Regions from separate parts of the Sus scrofa genome. Here region 1 is linked to region 2. Evidence: chromatin contacts called from public promoter capture Hi-C data. All regions are on one chromosome and are shown on one strand. Each heading gives the region's core, a stretch centred on a gene start, on an enhancer-like site or on the middle of the called end of the contact. The rest is flanking DNA. Distances are from core to core; before and after follow the strand shown.

Region 1 (4,711 bases), core at 1,399-3,898, 230 kb before region 2:
TTACAGCTAAAAAGGAAAGTGGCCTCAGTTGTCTTCTTATGAAATCAAGCCTAGGTTATATCATTACTTTGATCGCACAGAGAAATCATTTTGCCATTTGTATGTGCACACTTTAAAGCCTTTGGATTCTTATTTATTATGGAAAATTATCACTAGAATCATAAAAGATTATGCTTAAATAGTGTAAAAGGCACTCTTCTCTTGTCCTTTCCATAATTCAACTTTATCTGATCAAATTGGAGTATTTTAATCTTGATTTTTTAAATTATGAACTAAAGTTATAAAATGATTTTAAGGAAGTACCCAATTTGAACTGTGTACTTAATTGTTTAGAGTCTTAATTTTGTTACTTATATGTTACAAAATTAGATTTCACTGATGTTTTCTAATTGTAAATCCCATTATAACTATACTATTAAGCACAAAATATTTTCACACTCATAGTAGTGCCATTTTGTATACTTTTGCATTCCATTTGTTAGGTCAGAGTTTCATTGTCTATGGCATGTGCACTAAAAATCTAGTATAGCATGAAGAAAAAATTGATTATGGCAACAAACCTGGTAAAAGAAGATGGAAAATCTGTTACACTTCCTTAATTAGTGACAACTACCAACAAATGATTACATATACTTTTTTTCCCTAAATGCCACCTTAAACATTTAGTTCATCTACCTTAGATGCTAGAGATTTAAGCAAATCTCACATGATTGGGTCTGTAGTGAGTATTGCGGTATGAGTGTTTGACAAGCCCTTTTCCTGCTTTTTTTCATTTTAACATATAAAAGTAATTTTCAAAACAAAAGTCTGTCTCCAAGCTAGACTTGTATTTTGCTTTTTCACCAAGCAATGCATATTTTTTCTTGATTTTGTTTTTATTATTTTTTATTCCCTTTAGTGCACTGTATTATTGTAAATAAATCTTTAGTGGTTATTGTTCAGATTAAGAGGTGTTTAATTCCAGTTTATGCTGGTCTTCATTGGTTCCTGATTTGAACTTGGAAGTAGTTGTATAGTAAAATGTGAAGAGTAAAACCTTGAGGTAAATATTCTGTCATTTAGTACTACAAATTTATATTAAATGCCATTTATTGGTTGGAATGAAACTATATTATGGCTCTTTCTGCTTTCTTAAAATAATTAATAACAGGGTTATTTATTTTTTTTTTTTTTCTGAACTCCACCTCACCTCTAGCTGATCTCCCTCTCCATCTAAGGCTGAAATGGGTATACTTTTTAAAAATAAGAATTCATTTTAAATCTTTCTTTATGCCTGATACTATTCTAATTCTGTGAGAGATATAAAAAGTTGAAAACAACCACTACCATTAAGAATTTTGCAATAATCTAGAGAAAAACATTAAGAATAAATCAAGACTTTCACTAAAAATGTTAAATTTTATGGTAGTATGTTGACAGCTGTGGAACTCTCTTGGTGGGAGTGTATCTACATAGTAATTACACATCCAGGAAATCATCTGAAAAAGATTGATGTATGATGATAATCCCTGTAAGTGTTATTTATGATGTAAATGTGTTATCTTTACATATCTTTATATATAAGTTGATAATCTAAATATCCAGTTATTAAATTATTGTTAAATTATAGTACATCTGTATAAAGGACTATAACACAGTTATTGAAAATTATTTTAAAATACATAAAAGAAGAAATTATATATTTAAGTGGAAAAGCAACTTTTAAAATAGTAGGCCAAATATATATATTTTTATAGAGAGAGGGAAATGTCAGGAAATCTGCATGTACCAGAAGAGTTAGATTAGATTATTAGAGATTTTATATTTCTTTTTATAATAATAATTATTAACAAACATAATTTTATTGAGTGTTTACTGTATGCTATGCTTAGTTATAAGCATCTTACATATAACATTTGTCAGATTTCAGGTGGGTTACAGGTTTTGAGGAAGATATCTTCCCAAAACAAATACACAAATATGAATGCACCCCCTCACTTTGAGACTGGATTAAGTTTCTTGATTTTTTTAGCTAAGGAAACAGGACCTTCTCCAAATCTGGGCTCTTTCTTTGAGAAGAAGCACTTGCAGCCTGCTTGGGTGCTGCTTTCCCTGGCCCCCAGTGCTCCTAAAGGTGGTGCAATTGCTACTGACACTCCCAGGGTCACACCATATCTGCAAGACTCAATTCCTGTTATTCTCTTGTGTTTTTCCACTTAAGGTTTACATTCACATTCTGAAATAATGTATACAAACTTTCTCTGTACTTCCTTTGAAGGCCCATTTCCCTGCAATGTCTAGTTTTACACATACAACAGTTCTGTGACTTGAATTTTACTTTTTATAGATGAAGAAACAGAACTATTAGGTAACTTAATTCAAGTACTGAATATGGAGAGTCAGGAGGCATGTCTGACTCCATGTTCTTAACCACTAATCTGTTTTCCTATAGTCTTTGTGTTTTTATTCGTGAGCACATGTTACTTTTATATTGGAATATGACTTAAAATCAATGTGGGAAAATTATATAACATTCACAGTGTTACAGTAATTCAGAGCAAGGAAAGATCTGAGTGGGTTGGGATAATAAAGACAGCTTAGTGGAGCAAATAAATTTTAATGTAATAATTAACTTTTCTTCTCAGCTTATCTGTTTACACAAGTACACACTGCTTCTATCCTCAGCATGCCCAAACCAAACCTCTTATGACTGGCTGTAACTAATGCTCTGTTGTTCTTCCCTGCAGACTAAGTTTGGCCTCATTTTTGTTTCCTTTCTCTGGCCCCCTTTTATTTTCCTTTTGCTGTCTGTCAGTGCGTGTGTGAACATGTAACTATAACTTTTGTCTGAGCCCTCTCTCACTTTATTATGAATAAAACACTAGCTTGGCTGTTTCCATGTGGTAATGCCATCATAATTTAATGTTTGAGCTGGCTAAAAGTAGTTGTAAAAATTGCATTCGTTATATTTAAAAAACTCATTGGAAGGAAATAGAACTCAAATCTTGAATATTGTCTGATGAGTTAACCTTATAGCATAAACTGATGTTCAATCAGTATGCACTGGCACAGCAGTACTTTTTTAAATACTATTTTCATACCAGTTGGTAAATAGGAAACAGAAACTCCAAAAAGCAATAAAATTAATAAATTAATAATATATAGTCAGGATAGGTGGTTTATCTTAGAAACCACACATGCACTTCAATTCCAAGCTGGTCTGGTCACTGAAGCATGGAGCTAGGAAGTTTGCTCAGATGTTCTGTTATTTATTTCAGATATTGGAAGTACAAAAGCCCTTGGGTGGGAGAGAGAGACCCAGCAGGTGAACTGAGGAGAACGTAATCAGCAACCCACAAAAAGAGTACCCAGTTGTGCCAAGAAGACAAGCAGGGTTCAGGCCTTGGTGGTGACTGGGGAGGCTGCTACAAGCCAGTGACAGAGACTCTCAGGGTATTGTCTCTCAGGTGGGCTTGAGCAGTGTTTCTTTGTTTAACAACTGAATTATTCCTTCATAACAAATTTGGTGACTTAAAACCATACACATTGTCTCAATTGCTGTGGGTCAGAAATCTGGTTATAGTTGAGATAGGATCCCTGCTTCAGGGTCTCCCATGAAGCTGCAGTTAGTTAATGTCTTGACCAGGGCTGTGGTCTCATCTGAGGCTCAAATGGCAAGGAACACATTTTCAAGCTCACATAGTTGTTGGAAGGATTCAATTCCTTGAGAGCTGTTGAATTGAGAGCCTCAATTCCTTGCTGCTAGCTCACTGGCAGCTCGCTCTGTTCCTTGCCATGCAGGTCCCTCCACCTGCGTTTCAGAGAAAGTACCTGAGAAGAACCAGAGCCAGGTACTAGCAAAGAGTGCCAGCAAGACAGAAGCCGCAGTCTTTTTTGGGGGGTTTTTGTTTTTGTTTTTGTTTTGCTTTTTAGGGCTGCAGGTGCAGCATGTGGAAGTTCCCAGGGTAGGGGTCAAATCAGAGCTACAGCTGCTGTTCCTACCACAGCACAGCAACTCCAAATCCAAGCCCTGTGTGTGACCTATACCACTGCTCTCAGCAGTGCCACTGAATGAGGCTAGGGATCAAATCCAAATCCTCATGGATACTAGTTGGATTAATTTCCACTGCACCATGATGGAAACTCCCAGAAGCCACAGTCTTTTATAACCTAATCTTGGAAAGGACATTGCCATCATTTTTTGCCTTAATCTGTTCATTGGAAGCAACACACAAGATCCGGCCCATACCCAAGGGGAGCATATAAAAACAATGGAATGAACACCAGGAGGCAGGGCAGCAATCATTGGGAACCATTTTAAAGCAGCCTGCCACAACAACTCAACTTTTGAAGCTAGGTGCAAGGAAGAGCACATCTCCCTGTTTACTGTGAAGAGTTGTGATTTTATTTATTTATTTATTTATTTATTTATTTATTTATTGCCTTTTCTAGGGCCACTCCCATGGCATATGGAGGTTCCCAGGCTAGGGGTCTAATTGGAGCTGTAGCTGGTGGCCTACACCAGAGCCACAGCAATGCCAGATCCGAGCTGCGTCTGCAACCTACACCATAGCTCACGGCAATGCCGAATCCTTAACCCACTGAGCAAGGCCAGGGATCAAACCTCTTGGTTCCTAGTCGGATTTGTTAACTACTGAGCCATGACAGGAACTCCCAAGTTGTGATTTAATTTATATTCTCAGAAACCTAGTTAATGCCAACAGAGGGTGTG
Region 2 (4,579 bases), core at 32-2,531:
CTGCAAAAGAAAAGAAATGGCATTTATACAGTGTTTTCATACATTTTATAAAAGATTAAACCAAAGTGTTTTGTTTTATGAAAACAATTTTTTAAAAATTTTTTATCTTTTTGCTATTTCTTAGGCCGCTCCCGCGGCATATGGAGATTCCCAGGCTAGGGGTCGAATTGGAGCCGTAGCCACCGGCCTACGCCACAGCCACAGCAACGCGGGATCCAAGCCACTTCTGCAACCTACACCACAGCTCACGGCAACGCCGGATCGTCAACCCACTGAGCAAGGGCAGGGACCGAACCCGCAACCTCATGGTTCCTAGTCGGATTCGTTAACCACTGCGCCACGACGGGAACTCCTGAAAACAATTTTTATTAAGTATTTTACTGACTATCAGCTATTGTCAAAACAATTAATCAGAATTCAATAAGATACCCAAAAAGAGTGGTATTTGCTTTTCTCCCAAATAAAATAGTTCTAAATCAAGGTGAGATGGAAGATCTGCTGTGATACTCACAGGAATGGATAATAAAAGGCATTATGTGTACATAGGATATACGTTAATGTATATCGCTGCATACACCTATTTATTAAGACCGTATCTGTGGCCTACCCGAACCCAGATAGAATTTGTGTGACCCTGGCTGGGTCAGTGTCTGCCTAGACAAAGCTCCTCAGTCTATCAGTCTCACTCAACAAATACTCCTGAGTTTCTAATAAGCACTACGCGCTTGCTAAACGCTCAGTGTATAGACCTAAAGACAGCCACCGCTGACCCCAGAGTATGAACAGGGAACTCATCACCTCTCTCCCCAGAAAGGCCAACAGAAAGGCCGACTGCGGGAAAGGGGCAGTCGCCAGGACGCCTCACCTCCCGATCAGCGGACAGCGGCTCCCCCATTCCCAGCAAAGCCCCCTCCTCCACCGGTCCAGGCCAGCTTGCCAGTCTGCTGGCCCGCCCGCTTAGCCTGGCAGGCTAGCGTCTCCATGGTAACCGTACACAAACTACCTACCCTGGCCGCCCGGGGCCGCCTCTCTGCATAGCCAGGTAGCTGCTGGGAGGGAGAAGCCAGGGGGTGGGGGTGGGAGCAGGGAAGGGGGCTTCCGGCAAGACCCAAAGCACCTGTAATTAGCGCCGGGGAGAGTAACAACCGCGGAGATTCAGCTCATCCTCCAGGCTTCCCGAGGCAGCAGCAGCAGCCAAGAAGAGCAGGCGGGGCATGACCGGGCAAGGAGGTGCGAGGAGGTCCCTCCGCGCCACTTGCCCACTGGGCCTGCGCAGGTCTCTCCAACGCATGCGTAGAAACGCTGAGCGGGGGCGCTGGCAGGTGGGAGAGTAGGAAGAGCTTGCGGAAGGCTATTGGCTGGATGTTGGAGCTTCAGGTGCAGCGAGAAAGGGCGAGGGATGCTCAGGGAAGAGCTGGGATGGGAAAGGTGTCACCTTTCAAATTAGCAATTTACGGAATCACGGTTATTGAATCCGTGTGAGATCTCAGCGCCCCTATTAAATAGGAGGATGGCAGCTTAGTGTTTAGGAGTTTCAGGATTTAATGGTTCAAATTGTGGTTATGTATAATCCTGAACTAGTTGCTTAATGTCTGTCTCCTCTGTAAAATAGAAGGAAATAATAAAATCTAGCTAGGTCTTGTGGTGTTGTGAAGCTTGAATGAGAAAATAGATTTAAAGTGCTATGCACGTTGCATTTGTGAAGCACTATAGAGTTTACAAAGGGTGTTTCACTCTATATTATCTTTGTGAGCGTTCTGACACCCTGAGGTAGCCGCTTGGCATCCCCATTAACAGAAGACAGCATGCAGGCCTGTGGTCTAGTGGGTGACAGTGGTAGATTCAAGTCTAGGCCTTTCATCAGCAGTCGTTTTTTGTTCTTACTGAGTTATCACAGTTGACTGGTGAAAAGAACCCCGTTTATATGTTTCTGGTTTAAATTCTGTTCTCTCCTATTAGACATTCAGCAACACTTCACAGTGTTAAATACAAGTGAGACCATAATCACTCTCCATTCAAGTTTGCACCACGTTTTATATATATGGGGATTTTTCAGCTGAAGTGTTGTTGTCAACATTGGAAAAATGCCACATCCCTTGGTGCTAAGTATCTTGTAAAGAATAATTACATTGACAATATTTTTGAGTACATAGTATGCATAAGACATTGCGCTAGGTGGGAAATGATATTAAGCAGAGCTAAAGGAATCTAAGTATTCTTCAAAGTACCCAATAGGATGATGGGAATGTAAACTGGTGTGACCACTTTGGAAAACAGTAAGGAGGTTCCTTAAAAAACTAAATATAGAACTACCATATGATCCAGCAATTCCACTCCTGGGCATCTATCCAGAGAAAACCATATTTTGAAAAGATACATGCACCCCAGTGCTCACTGAAGCACTATTTACAACTGCCAAGACATGGAAGCAAACTAAACGTCCATCAAAAGAGGAATGGATAAAGAAGATGTAGTACAGGAGTTCCCGTCATGGCGCAGTGGTTAACAAATCCGACTAGGAACCATGAGGTTGCAGGTTCGATCCCTGCCCTTGCTCACTGGGTTAAGGATCCGACATTGCTGTGAGCTGTGGTGTAGGTTGCAGAAGTGGCTCGGATCCCGAGTTGCTGTGGCTCCGGTGTAGGCTGGCGGCTACAGCTCCGATTAGACCCCTAGCCTGGGAACCTCCGTATGCTGCATAAGTGGCCCTAGAAATGGCCAAAAAAAAAAAAAAAAAGAAAAAGAAAAAAAGATGTAGTACATACATACAATGGGATATTATTCAGCCGTAAAAGAAGGAAGTAATGCCATTTGCAGCAACATGGATGGACCTAGAAATTATCACACTAAGTGAAGTAAGTCATCCAGAGAAAGAAAAATATCATATGAGATCATTAATCTGTGGAATCTAATAGAAGTGATACAATAGGACTTACAAAACAGAAACAGACTCAAAGATTTTGAAACCAAACTTTTGTTTACCAAAGGGACAATGTGGAGGAAGGAGGGATAAATTATGGGGTTGGGATTGATATATACACACTACTATGTATAGAATAAACAGATAACAGGGACCTGCTGTATAGGACAGGGAAATTTACTTAGTACTGTATGGTAACCTATATAGGAAAAGAATCTGAAAAGGAATGGATATATGTATATGTATAACTAGTTTACTTTGCTGTATACCTGAAATTAACACAACTTTGTAAGTCAACTGTATTCCCGTAAAGTTAAAAAAAAAACAACCCAAGTACCCAACAGGATTTTGATACAACATACAATAAATATTTGTTAGTTGATTGGATAATTTTAGGGCTTGAAACAAAGCATATGTATTCTTCAGGGTTAAAATCTTTTCCAGTGACTGAGTGGACTTAAATTATCATATCATTAAGTCCCTTTCACTGGCCACTGGATGCCATTGTGCAAAGAGACCTTTGTCTGTTTAATATAAAACCATACCTAGTATTTTGAGTTCACTACTTGTGAGATGTGATCCCAAAATGCAACTCTGTTTTTGTCTCTCACTGCCATTTAAAAATATATTCAGTGTTGGTTATCATCCTCTGCTTCTGGATGAAAAGTTGGATAGGGCTGTAGTTTCTTTTCATTTTAGATAACTGATAGTCCTCCAGTAACTACATCTCGACTACAGCTTTGTTCTAGAATTCTAATGTTGGGTACAAGGTGTAAACAAATGCCTCAAACTTAATTTGGAAGTAAAGCTCTGTCCCCTTCTTCCCTTCTCGGGCTTAAGGTCTGGAATTGACTTTCCCAACAGGGATGCAGTTGGCTTAGGGTCACTACTTCCCCATTTCCTAGAGTCTCCTTAAGACCCAACTTGGGTGGAAGTGGAGAATGGAGAAGCCAGAAGGTGGAGCACTTCCTCCTGGAGATAATGGCTTTGAGCTTGCTGTGCCTGACCTATGGTTAAAGCAACCCATGTGGGTCTTTCCCAGGTCCTTTGGAGTTTCCCATTAATGGGGACATCTCTCCCTGGGACTCTAGGTGGATGCAGTGCCATTCCACTAGTCACTTGCAACTCCTTCCCCTCCTCTAGAAATTCAGGGTTCATTTCAGCCCCTTTAGATGGGTCCCAGGATGACCCCACATTTGTCCAAGGAAAACCCCATACCGTCTCCTGCCCAAGTGACTCAGAGAGTGATGGCTCATGCAGCCCCCTCCATGCTGTCCCAGGATGGAGCTTTAGCTCTCCCTGGACCACCCTGGGACTTCCCAGGGTTTTCACAGACCCTGGGAAGCCCCTCTCACTGAGTTTGAGATGAGGGAGGTAGCACTTCCACATTCCTCTCCAAAGAAATTTTCTCATACATCCTCCCCCTCCACACTCTGACTCCTGATTTTCAGCCTCAGGCTGCACCTTTTAGGTCCAGGGAGTTTGTATGTTTCTTTGTAACTTCCCTTATGCAGACTGTGCCACACCTTCATTTTGGAGCTGACGATTCTACAATTACCATCTCCGTTGAAGCTTCACTTTAAAAACTTGCTGGATTAACTGTGGTCTTTGCACTCTAGGAGCTTGGGCTAAAATAGACCTCGTAAGCACAGTACTGGA

Evidence for each region. Promoter capture Hi-C pulls out the DNA fragments that hold promoters and counts their contacts.
Region 1: a promoter capture Hi-C map of liver shows a contact between it and region 2, with 4 times the contacts expected there. The contact joins the enhancer-like site here to the promoter of ARMC2 in region 2. A contact is called at or near these places in 4 of 5 promoter capture datasets (fetal liver, fetal skeletal muscle and liver), 5 of 47 Hi-C or Micro-C datasets (adipocytes, alveolar macrophages, embryonic fibroblasts and 2 more) and 1 of 2 datasets of contacts at active chromatin or transcription factors (skeletal muscle).

Annotation. Positions count from the first base shown.
Region 1 is chr1:75,152,023-75,156,733 of Sscrofa11.1, reverse strand. All of the region lies in intron 1 of SESN1 (sestrin-1), which reads left to right. LOC106508918 (a long non-coding RNA gene) reads left to right here. Exons shown (of 2, transcript XR_001306055.2): 1 at 1-3,446. Among named protein-coding and RNA genes, the nearest start is that of SESN1, 16 kb to the left of the region's middle. Within about 2 kb of position 2,648, at least 15 of the 83 cell types and tissues checked have an H3K27ac peak or open chromatin away from gene starts, as enhancers often do. A contact at or near this core is called in fetal liver and liver, where this site is marked.
Region 2 is chr1:74,920,526-74,925,104 of Sscrofa11.1, reverse strand. ARMC2 (armadillo repeat-containing protein 2) reads right to left here and starts at 1,281. Exons shown (of 19, transcript XM_021090841.1): 1 at 1,118-1,281.